Linked DNA regions of Podarcis muralis: region 2 is linked to region 1. A link is a contact called in public Hi-C data. All regions are on one chromosome and are shown on one strand. Each heading gives the region's core, a stretch centred on a gene start, on an enhancer-like site or on the middle of the called end of the contact. The rest is flanking DNA. Distances are from core to core; before and after follow the strand shown. Region 1 holds the start of LOC114599363 (adenosine receptor A3-like). Region 2 holds the start of DDX20 (DEAD-box helicase 20).

What was found. Hi-C and Micro-C count contacts between places; a contact is called where the count stands out from the background.
Region 2: a contact with region 1 is called in a Hi-C map of blood, with 5 times the contacts expected there. The contact joins the promoter of DDX20 here to the promoter of LOC114599363 in region 1. A contact is called at or near these places in 2 of 3 Hi-C or Micro-C datasets (blood and tail).

What each region holds. Positions count from the first base shown.
Region 1 is chr5:64,862,103-64,867,321 of rPodMur119.hap1.1, forward strand. LOC114599363 (adenosine receptor A3-like) reads left to right here and starts at 3,057. Exons shown (of 2, transcript XM_028734483.2): 1 at 3,057-4,225; 2 at 4,441-5,219. The coding sequence starts at 3,897. The coding sequence ends at 5,065.
Region 2 is chr5:65,131,616-65,136,834 of rPodMur119.hap1.1, forward strand. It overlaps DDX20 (DEAD-box helicase 20), which reads left to right and starts at 3,242. Exons shown (of 11, transcript XM_077929062.1): 1 at 3,242-3,462. The coding sequence starts at 3,273.

The sequences.
Region 1 (5,219 bases), core at 1,807-4,306:
ACTTAAAATTAATAAGTACAGTTAACTTGGCAAAACCTGAATTTTAATAGTATTATTTTATTTTTCTTAAATTTTTATTTAGTTCACTAATATTTGTAACCATTGCATTCCTTGCTTATAGCTACCATGCTAAGAGAGGGAGACAGACTATATTATTTGTTCAAATTAGCTGTTTGCATTGCAGGTGATTGTTTAAAATATTAATATATCATCTTCAGACACTGCATATTTATAATAAAACAAAATACAAGGGATTGTATGCAACTCATTTCATCAGCACAAGGATTTCTGCTTGTGCAACAGAACTTCCCCACTTCCTATCCCAGCATGCATCCTGTGCCCTCCCCAAATTCACTCCAGAGAGTTGGAGAAATACCCAGAATAGATTTTAGGGGCTCACAGGGGGGAAGAATGTTGGGAAGTTCAAGTGTGCAAGCAGAAATCCTTGCACGAGTTAGTTGGATACCGCCCAATATTATTGGAATCAAAAAAATTACCAGTAGTCAGACTTAAAACCATAGCAGGCATCATGAATCAGCAAAAGCCAAGTTAAACAAAAAAGTTTTTAGCATGCATTAAACTTAACAATGTAGTTGATACATGCCTTTTTTTCTGGGTGGGGGATATTCCAGAGTATGGGAGCCACCACAGAAAAGGCTCTTTTCCTGGATGTTGCCAGTTGCACACCTGCAAGTTGCAATACAACCGGAAGGGCCTCTGAAGATAATCACAGTGGTCATTTCTAAGTGTTCATTTATTTTCTCTGGATTCATGTACAGTGGTACCTCGGTTGTCAAACACAATCCATTCCGGAAGACTGTTCAACTTCCGAAACGTTCGACAACCGAGGCACAAAGGGCAGTCGGCAAAGTAAATGGAAAAAATGCAACAACACGCAGAAGAAGCCGTTCAACTTCTGAGGTGCGTTTGAAAATGGAAGCAATTACTTCTGGGTCTTCGGCGTCCAGGTTCCAAATTGTTCAGCTTCCAAGATGCTTGAAAACCGAGGTACCACTGTACATTGATCAAAATTGTACTTGTCATGACTACCTTTGGATTCTTATTGCGATCAACATGCATTTGCATTTTGGGGAAGCATTTTAATCACATTAAAAATTCATCAGATTTGTATCTAAAAGGATTTGGAGTGACTAGAGGCTTGTGTGAAAGCAATGGGTAATATTCAGTTAAATTTTACTCAGGGAAGACCAATTGAAATTAATGGTTCTAATTTAAGTCATGTTGATTAATTTCAGAAGGTCTCCTCTGAGTAAAACTTAGTTGACCCTCACCTGATATGTTAGGTCCTCCTTTCTCTCAGAAAGGAGAATATGTTAGTGCTGCAGACCTCTTTAAATGGAAACACTGGACAAGCTGAGATGTGAGCCACCCCCATTTGCTAGGATGGAGACTGAAACCCATTTTTATTATTGATCTTGAATGTAGGTGAGGGGAATCTCTGGCCTGTGAGTCTAATTACAGCCATTAGGGCTCCCTATTTGCCTCACAAGGCTGTTTTGGCCAAGTCACAAGCACCTGCCCTGCACTTGACGTCATATATGCCAGCAGGTGTTGGGCAGGTAAAGACATGGTTTGGATGAAAGGGGTTGTGCAAACACCACCAAGCAGCTGATTGACGCTGCCTGCAAAGCCCCTTACCCAGTGCTGCCTATTGGCTTAGAGCTGGTGTTTGAGAAGCATGTACACAGGACTTCCCTAATGCCAGCAATCAGTGGATAGTCAACACTAGCGAAGTACTGCAAAAATGGCCACTGGTGCCATCATGATGTCAGGTGGTTGACAGGTGGTTCAAACTTGGCCTATGTGGTTGAGTGGAGATATGGACCTTACTTGCTAGCTAGCTCTCCGTGCATATATGACCTAGATTCCACATGTGGAAATGGAGAACAGAATAGCAGAAGTTTAGTGCTTGCTGGCAGAGATACGGTTTAGGATTTCCTGTTGCTATACTGATGTTGCCTTGGGACTAGCAGTATCAGCCTTTGTACGTTGGTACCTTGGTTTAAGAACAGCTTGGTTTATGGACAACTGGATTAAGAACGCTGCAAACCCAGAAGTAGGTGTTTTGGTTTGTGAACTTTGCCTTGGAATAAGAACATACTCCGCTTCCTGTTGAGTATATTCCATTTGTAAATTGAGTCCCCCGCTGCTATGGGAAAGCACACCTTGGTTTAAGAATGTTTCGGTTTAAGAACAGACTTCCAGAACGGATTAAATTTGTAAACCAAGGTACCACTGGTAGAACCTCTGCTTACAACTGCCTCAGGTTACAAACGCTTCAGGTTACAAACTCTGCTAACCTGGAAGAGTTACCTCGAGTTGAGTACTTTGCCCCAGGATGAGAACAGAAATCGTGCGCCGGCGGCACAGCAGCAGCAAGAGGCCCCATTAGCGAAAGCACGCCTCTAGTTAAGAACAGTTTCAGGTTAAGAACGGACCTCCGGAATGAATTAAGTTTGTAACTAGAGGTGCCACTGTAACTGGGTGGCAGGAATGTCGAGTTGGAGACAGAAGTATGGGGCCTTCTTTGGAATCTACTGCCCATTGTTGCCACTTTTATTTATTTTCATTTGTTAAATTTATATACCACCCTTCATCAAGAGACCACAAGAAAGTTTATAACATAGGTAAAGGTAAAGGTAAAGGTACCCCTGCCCGTACGGGCCAGTCTTGACAGACTCTAGGGTTGTGCGCTCATCTCACTCTATAGGCCGGGAGCCAGCGCTGTCCGCAGACACTTCTGGGTCACGTGGCCAGCGTGACAAGCTGCATCTTGCGAGCCAGCGCAGCACACGGAACGCTGTTTACCTTCCCGTTGGTAAGCGGTCCCTATTTATCTACTTGCACCCGAAGGTGCTTTCGAACTGCTAGGTTGGCAGGCGCTGGGACCGAACGACGGGAGCGCACCCCACTGCGGGGATTCGAACTGCCGACCTTTCGATCGGCAAGTCCTAGGCGCTGAGGCTTTAACCCACAGCGCCACCTGCGTCCCAAGCGGATAACATAACATTATAACATAGAACACATAATAAAAAGGCAATAACCCATCGCTCCTCACTTTAAAAGGCTATAGATTGATTGGCAAGTGAAGGCCTGGTTGAAAAGGAATGTTTTCACCTGGTGCCTCAATGTAAAGGGCACATTTATGTCCTGACACTTAAATGTTTTAACTTCCTCTTAAATATTTCTTTCACATAAAAACCAAGTTTGTAACTTCCTGTCAGGTTGGATGTTACTACATTGTTTCCTAAAGTTACCTCACCCCTTTATTGCTACATTTCATGGAAGTTGTTAAAATAAGATGTTTTTGAAAACTTCTTAGTAACCAACGTAACAGAGGGTGCCTAGGAACCTGTCATGAAAAGCGATCAAAATGCCATCCTTATCAAGCATGAGATGCTATCAGAAGCTTCAGGAAACCTATTGATAAAGTTAAATGATTTCTTTATCTTACAGATTTTCATTTCCTGTATTATCTTTATTTAAAGTACAGACCTTCAGACACACACACACACACACACACACACACACACGGCTTGTGCCAGTATTCAGTTTCTTATCAATACTTCAAATATGGGGTTTTTTTGTTTTGTTTCATAGCAACTTGCCAAAGCAGGTTGGAATGTGTGAAGCATTAACAGGAACTATTTTTCTCTGTGGGTTCCCGCATGAGAGCTACTCTTTGAGAGACAGAGTACAAGAGAACAGCTTACTTAACTTCTGCAATTCTACATGGTATCGGGAAGAGTTTTTTTTAAAAGGCCGGTTAGCAGGGAAAGCCTTAGATTCCACCTCTTCTACATCTTCTACATTGGGCTCTTGCTCTGTGAGGGCACCATAACTCAAAGTTGAAGAGGACCGAGAGAAGCTTGTCCATGAATACTTTGCACATTGTCTACATCATCGTTGAGGTGCTGATAGCAGTGACTGCCACCTTAGGAAATGCTCTAGTGATCTGCGTGGTGAGACGGATCCCAGCCTACCAGAACACCACTTTTTACTTCATTGTGTCCTTGGCACTGGCTGATATTGCCGTTGGGGTCCTTGTTGCCCCTCTGGCCGTTGTGCTGAGATTGGAGGTTGTTCTCCACTTCTACGCTTGCCTTTTCATCTGCTGCATCTTGATGATCTTTTGTCACGCTTCCATCATGTCCCTGCTGGCCATTGCAACAGACCGATATCTGAGAGTGAAACTGGCCATACGGTGAGTACCACGAAGTCATGGCTGTGGATTTTCATTGGAAAAGTTACAATATATTCCATGCACCAAAATAATGTCGTAGCACCTGTAATGCTCCTTGTGCTTTCTCCCAGCCTGCAGAAAATGAAAAAGACTGTCACAAATCATAGTATAGGGGCGGTGCTGCAAGCACAATCCCATCTGTAAAATATTTTAAACTAACCTGCTTTTTCAAATAGATACAAAGCAATGGTCACACGGAGAAGAATCTGGGCGGCTCTGAGTTTCTGCTGGATCACATCTCTATTGGTGGGGCTTGTGCCCATGTTTGGATGGAACCTAAGGAAGCCTGAAAACCCCATCTACTTGATGTGTTCTTACCCAAAGGTGATGAGCATGGATTACGTGGTGTACTTCAGCTTCTTCTCCTGGATCCTTGTCCCACTGCTGGTCATGTGTGCTCTCTACTCCGAGATCTTCAACATCCTCCAAACGAAGCTGAAACAAAACACAACATCCATGAAAGGAACACGGATCCTTTATGGGAGGGAGTTCAAGATGATCAAATCTTTGGCTCTGGTCCTCTTCTTGTTCATTGTGTGCTGGCTGCCTCTGCTCATTATCAACTCCATCTCACATTTCTGCCAAATATGTCGTGTCCCCCTGCCGGTCTTAGATGTGGCCATCCTGCTCTCCCATGCCAATTCTTCCCTAAATCCCATTGTGTATGCCTTGAGGATCAAAAGGTTCCGAAAAATGTATATCCTGATTTTGAAAACCCATGTCTTCTGCCTGAAACAAGAACCAGACACATCTAAAATGGAGAACACGTCCTCGGATCAGGTGATAGAAGAAAGTATCTGAAAAAACACTGAAAGAGTATTTCCTCACCAAAAGTCCTTGTTTTCTTTCTTCCACAGTGTGAGTATTTAGTATGACTGAATGAGAGACTCCAAGATAGTTGGAACACTGTAAATTCCATGCCCTCCCACATTTGTTAGATAACATTTGATTTCAT
Region 2 (5,219 bases), core at 1,992-4,491, 270 kb after region 1:
GTTTTTTGTTTGTTGGTTGGTTATTCCTGGTAATGAAACCAACTATTAATTTCAAAAGCACTTTGACAGCCTTGTGACGCTAAGCTAGATGCTAAGAGATTTGTAGTTCATGCACGCCACATACGAAGGCAATTCTGCAAGCAGCCCGGACTAACATAAGAATGTAAGAGAAGTCCTGGTTGTTGTTGTTTACTCATTTAGTCGTTTAGTCGTGTCCGACTCTTCGTGGCCCCATGGACCAGAGCACGCCAGGCACTCCTGTCTTCCACTGCCTCCCCCAGTTTCGTCAAACTCATGCTGGTAGCTTCGAGAACACTGTACAACCATCTCGCCCTCTGTCGTCCCCTTCTCCTTGTGCCCTCAATCTTTCCCAACATCAGGGTCTTTTCCAGGGAGTCTTCTCTTCTCACGAGGTGGCCAAAGTATTGGAGCCTCAGCTTCAGGATCTGGTAGCTCAGGCCAAAGGACTGCCCAGTCTAGAGTCCTGCTTTCTGCAGCAACAAGCCAAATTCTTATGGGAAGCACACAAGCAGGACATGACCAGAACAGTCCTCTTCTGCTGTTGATCCCTAAAAACTGGTATTATTTCAGAGGTATGTGGCCTGTGATCCTAGAGTTAGCACATAGCCATTATGACATGGGCTGTGCAGCTCCATCCATGGAGGTGAAAACATGAAGGCATATGCACACTTACCTGGGATTAAGCCCCGCTGTACTGAATGGGACTTACTACTGAACAGATTGCATTGTTAAGAACTTAGGTCTGTTAGTTTTTTCCTCCACAGCCAATACCAGGACCACCACCAACAAAAGATATAGGTACACAAGAATTGTGCCTGGCAAAAATTTTCTTTCTTCACTTCTCAGCTCACCCATAACTTTAAATATGAGCTGACATCACAGAGCGGCTGCTCATTACATTAAGTGAAACAGGAGAAAGAAACTGTGCAAACCCCAAAACAGCTGTTTCAAACTTTTCTGTTAACAACATTGGATGGTTTATGGGGAAAGGAGGCTATATAGATTTTTCCTAGGAGTGCACTTGTGTTTCACTCTCTGGAAAAACAGGTTGCGCATATTTATTAAAAAACCAAGCAAAATTGTTTTTTTAATCCACTGTACATCCATATTCAGTGTGCATAACAAAATTGTAAGTTAGATTTTAAATAAGTTTTTAAAATATATATCTTTCAAAAAGAATCCTTTCTCTTCCCTGTTCATGACATGCTTGCCCAATGCATACAAGTAACAGTCTATACTATGTAAATTTCACTTGTATAAATATATCCAAATCAAAAGGAATGAGAAAGAGAAATAAAAATATGGAAGAAGTGTCCACTGCTAACAACCACCTCCATATACAAGGGGCAAACTACACAGTACATAGCATGGTGTGACACAACTTGAGTTTGTTTAAAAGACTAACCACACAATCCTATAATGTGCACACAAAAGTAAGTCTAATTAAAGTCAATGGGACTTGCTCCTAGGTATGCAGGTATGGGATTGCAGCCTAACTTAAAACTATGGTTTGACAATCCAGGATCATCAATCTTTTTGTTGTTGTTTAAATTAACTATAGTTTCCAGGTTTTGGCTTCATACCAGGAAGGCTTTTCAAGGAGTGGGGAGGATTTGAAATCCTGTACAGTGGTACCTTGGGTTAAGTACTTAATTCGTTCCGGAGGTCCGTACTTAACCTGAAACTGTTCTTAACCTGAAGCACCACTTTAGCTAATGGGGCCTCCTGCTGCTGCCGCGCCACCGGAGCATGATTTCTGTTCTCATCCTGAAGCAAAGTTCTTAACCTGAAGCTCTATTTCTGGGTTAGCGAAGTCTGTAACCTGAAGCGTATGTAACCCGAGGTACCACTGTAGAACTTCAAAGTGGGGAGGCTCCAAAAGCCCACTCAGCACCAATCCCTTTCAACACAGAGATCAGTTCAGGGTAGGTTTTCCAAGACTCCCCACACCCACCCCTTTCAAGCCCTGATTGTGGAGCCTAAAAGGAGGGTTATGGGAGACTTGGAATTCTGCCCCACGTTCATCCTTGCAAACTTTTGCCCCACCCCACCTGGCAAAGTTGAGTGTCTGTGCACACAGGAGTGGGCACGACAAGCCGATAATTTTGCTGCCCCACTTCCCAACCTGCTGCTTGGGACACATGCCAGCTCTCTCCCACCTGCTTGGTCCAGGCCTGCATCCATGATGAGAAGTCTTCTATGACTTTTGAAGTAAGAATGCAGTTTCTTTGCTCATAAATTGATACAGAAGGGATGTTGTGTTGCTGCAGAGCTTTAGAAAAGACACGTTTCTGAGCAGGGTGCACCCTCTTCTGGTAAGAAACAGCATGTGCAATTGTTATTGAACAAACAAAATTATGACGTGGATTTTGTCAACAAAGAGTTCTGTTGAGCCATATTGACTACTCGCAAATGGTGATCAATCATCACCATGTATATCACTCCTTGCAAAAGTTAATCATATCCTATACAACTTTACACATGAGTCCCATTTACTTGTAGGTTTTACTCCCAAGTAATTTTAGGATCGGTACCCAATCCGATTCATCTTTACACAGAAGTAATTCCCAACTTCTCAATGGATCTTCTACCCAGCATTCCCAAACTATGTGTGCTTAAAATGTAGAAGCCTCTAGCTGATATATATTTATCACTGAATTTTATGTATGATTGTTATTAATCGAGGGCCAAATGTTCGTTTTATTAACATACTGATCCCGCCCTTTATTATCAAATTCCAATTCAGCTTACAAAAAAATATATATATATAATAAAAGCTAGATCCCATTCAGGTAGAAGGTGCTTAAGAAATAAAGAGAACAGGTCTCTGCCCGCAGGAGCTTCCAATCGAGAAAAAGACACACTGGAAATAGATGGAAGCAGCCCGCGATCGTCTCCTCCTCCTCCTTTGCCACCCATCTTGAGTCCGGACGCTGCTTAGGTGCAGCCTCCTCGGTCCCCCCCCCCCAAAGAATGGCTGTTTGGTTCCGCCCACAGCCTAAAGTACCTATGCTCACTCTACCCCCACCCCTGTCTCAATGGTTCGGTCCTCTTTCAGCCATCCAATTATCTTCCCCCCCTCAACCCGCTTCCTCCCTCAAACACTTCTCTGAAGCGATTCTCTCTCTCCCCCGCCCTCCGCGCGCGCGTGTGTGTGTTCGGCGCGCGCACCTCTGCCGTCACATCCGCAAGGGCTCGTCGCCCCTCGTTTCTCGCGACGCTTTCCCAGGGTTCCCGCTCTCTTTTCCAAGATGGCGGCTCCCGAGGTGGCTCCGGCTGAGAGCTGGCTCCGTACCCGGGACGTGCATCTGCACGAAGGGCCCGAAGACTTCGGGTCGCTGCTGCTGTCGGCCCCGGTCCTGGAGGGGCTGAAAGCTGCCGGGTTCCTGAGGCCTTCCCCAGTGCAGCTCAAAGCCATCCCGCTGGGGCGCTGCGGCCTTGGTGAGGCGGGATGAGGGATTGGGATGAGGGGTGTGGGCTGTCGCCTTGTGCGGCAGGATCCCCAGGGTCAGCAGATCCCGATATGGATCTTTCTTTCTCCTCGCCATTGTTCCTTGTGTAGATCTCCACTCCTTCCCTGGCAGGGAATGGACTGCCATTGGGGTTTGAGCTTCGGGTGCCAAAATGTCTTGGGCCGGCCCTGGGTGCCAAAGGATAGGAGAGTGCCAAAAACTTGCGTTGGGAAGAAAAATGCTGAGGCATGTGGGTTGTAGAAGGTACAGTGGTACCTTGGTTCCCAAACTTAATCCGTTCCAGAAGTCTGTTCCAAAACCAAGGCTCGCTTTCCCATAGAAAGTAACGCAGAATGGATTATTCCATTCCAGGCTTTTAAAAGCAACCCTTAAAACAGCAATTTAACATGAATTTTACTATCTAACGAGACAATTGATTCATAAAAAGAAAGCAATAAACAATGTACCGCAGTCACACAATCAGTCAGTAGCTGAACTGGGTTCCACACAGTCAAAAAAACAAAAGAGAGAGCCACAAAAATACAAAATAAATAGCAAAAACAGGCAGACCTCAGCGTAACACTCAAAACGGAAGTGTGGCACTCAAATAGGAAGCATAACACTCAAAACGGAGCACGTTTGGCTTCTGAAAAAAGTTTGCAGACCAGAACACTTCTGGGTTTGCAGTGTTTGGGTTCCAAGTTGTTTGAGTACCAAGGCGTTTGAGAACCAAGGTACCACTGTAACAGCCATTTTACCTTTCGGAGGGTGATGTGCCAGAGCTTTGTGCTTTCATTCAAAGCATGTTTAAGGAGGCCTTTCTGAGGCAATGAGCCTTTTGCATATTGCAGTAGGCTCCTTAGCTAAGTGGTTAATATGCAAAACTGGGCTGTAGGTTGCAGGGCAGCCAAACTAAAGTGGCATGTGCCACAGATGCAACCATTGTCTTCTTTTGTCTTTGTGGATTTTTTTTAAAGGTGTAAAGAGAGGGCATGGAGGGAGATGGACTATGAAAAACAGACAATAAAACATTTACCGTATTTTTCGTCCCATAGGACGCACCTAGTTTTTTTGGGGGGAAATAAAGGAAATTCCCCCCCCCCTTTACTTCCCCCCCCCCAAACCAGGTCGGGGAAACCAAACCAGGTCGGGGAACAGCGGGATGGGGCGCTGCGCCTCCCCGCTGTCCCCCGAGTTTGTGGGGCTGGCCGATGTCTGCCCTGCACGAGGGGCGCTCTGGAGCCGGGTGGCAGGCTGCTATCCGCAGCGCGGGGAGCCCTGCAGGAACTCCCGCAGGGCTCCCCACGCTGCAGATGTCTGCCCGGCGGGAGGGGCGCTCTGCTTCAGGGCGCATCGCGCGCCGGGCGGCAGGCTGCGCACCGACCCCTCTCGCTCTCCAAGCTTCAGCGAAAGCCTGTATTCGCCCCATAGGACGCACACAGATTTCCCTTCCATTTTTGGAGGGGAAGAAGTGCGTCCTATAGGGCGAAAAATACGGTAAGTTGGGTCTGTGCAGGACTTTTGGATTAAAATTGATGTTTTGAGAGTCTTATTATTGATTGATTTGGTGAATACTCTGTATATGTCCTGGTATGCAGTGAGATGAGAAATCAAGCACACACATAGCATTTTACATCCACCTGCATATTGTAGAGAAAGATCAGAAGTGAAGGGCAAGTTGCCTTCAAGAAAATTGCTATTACAAGAAGACCCACTCCTGGTGCCCCTTTTGTGCTTGTACCAGCA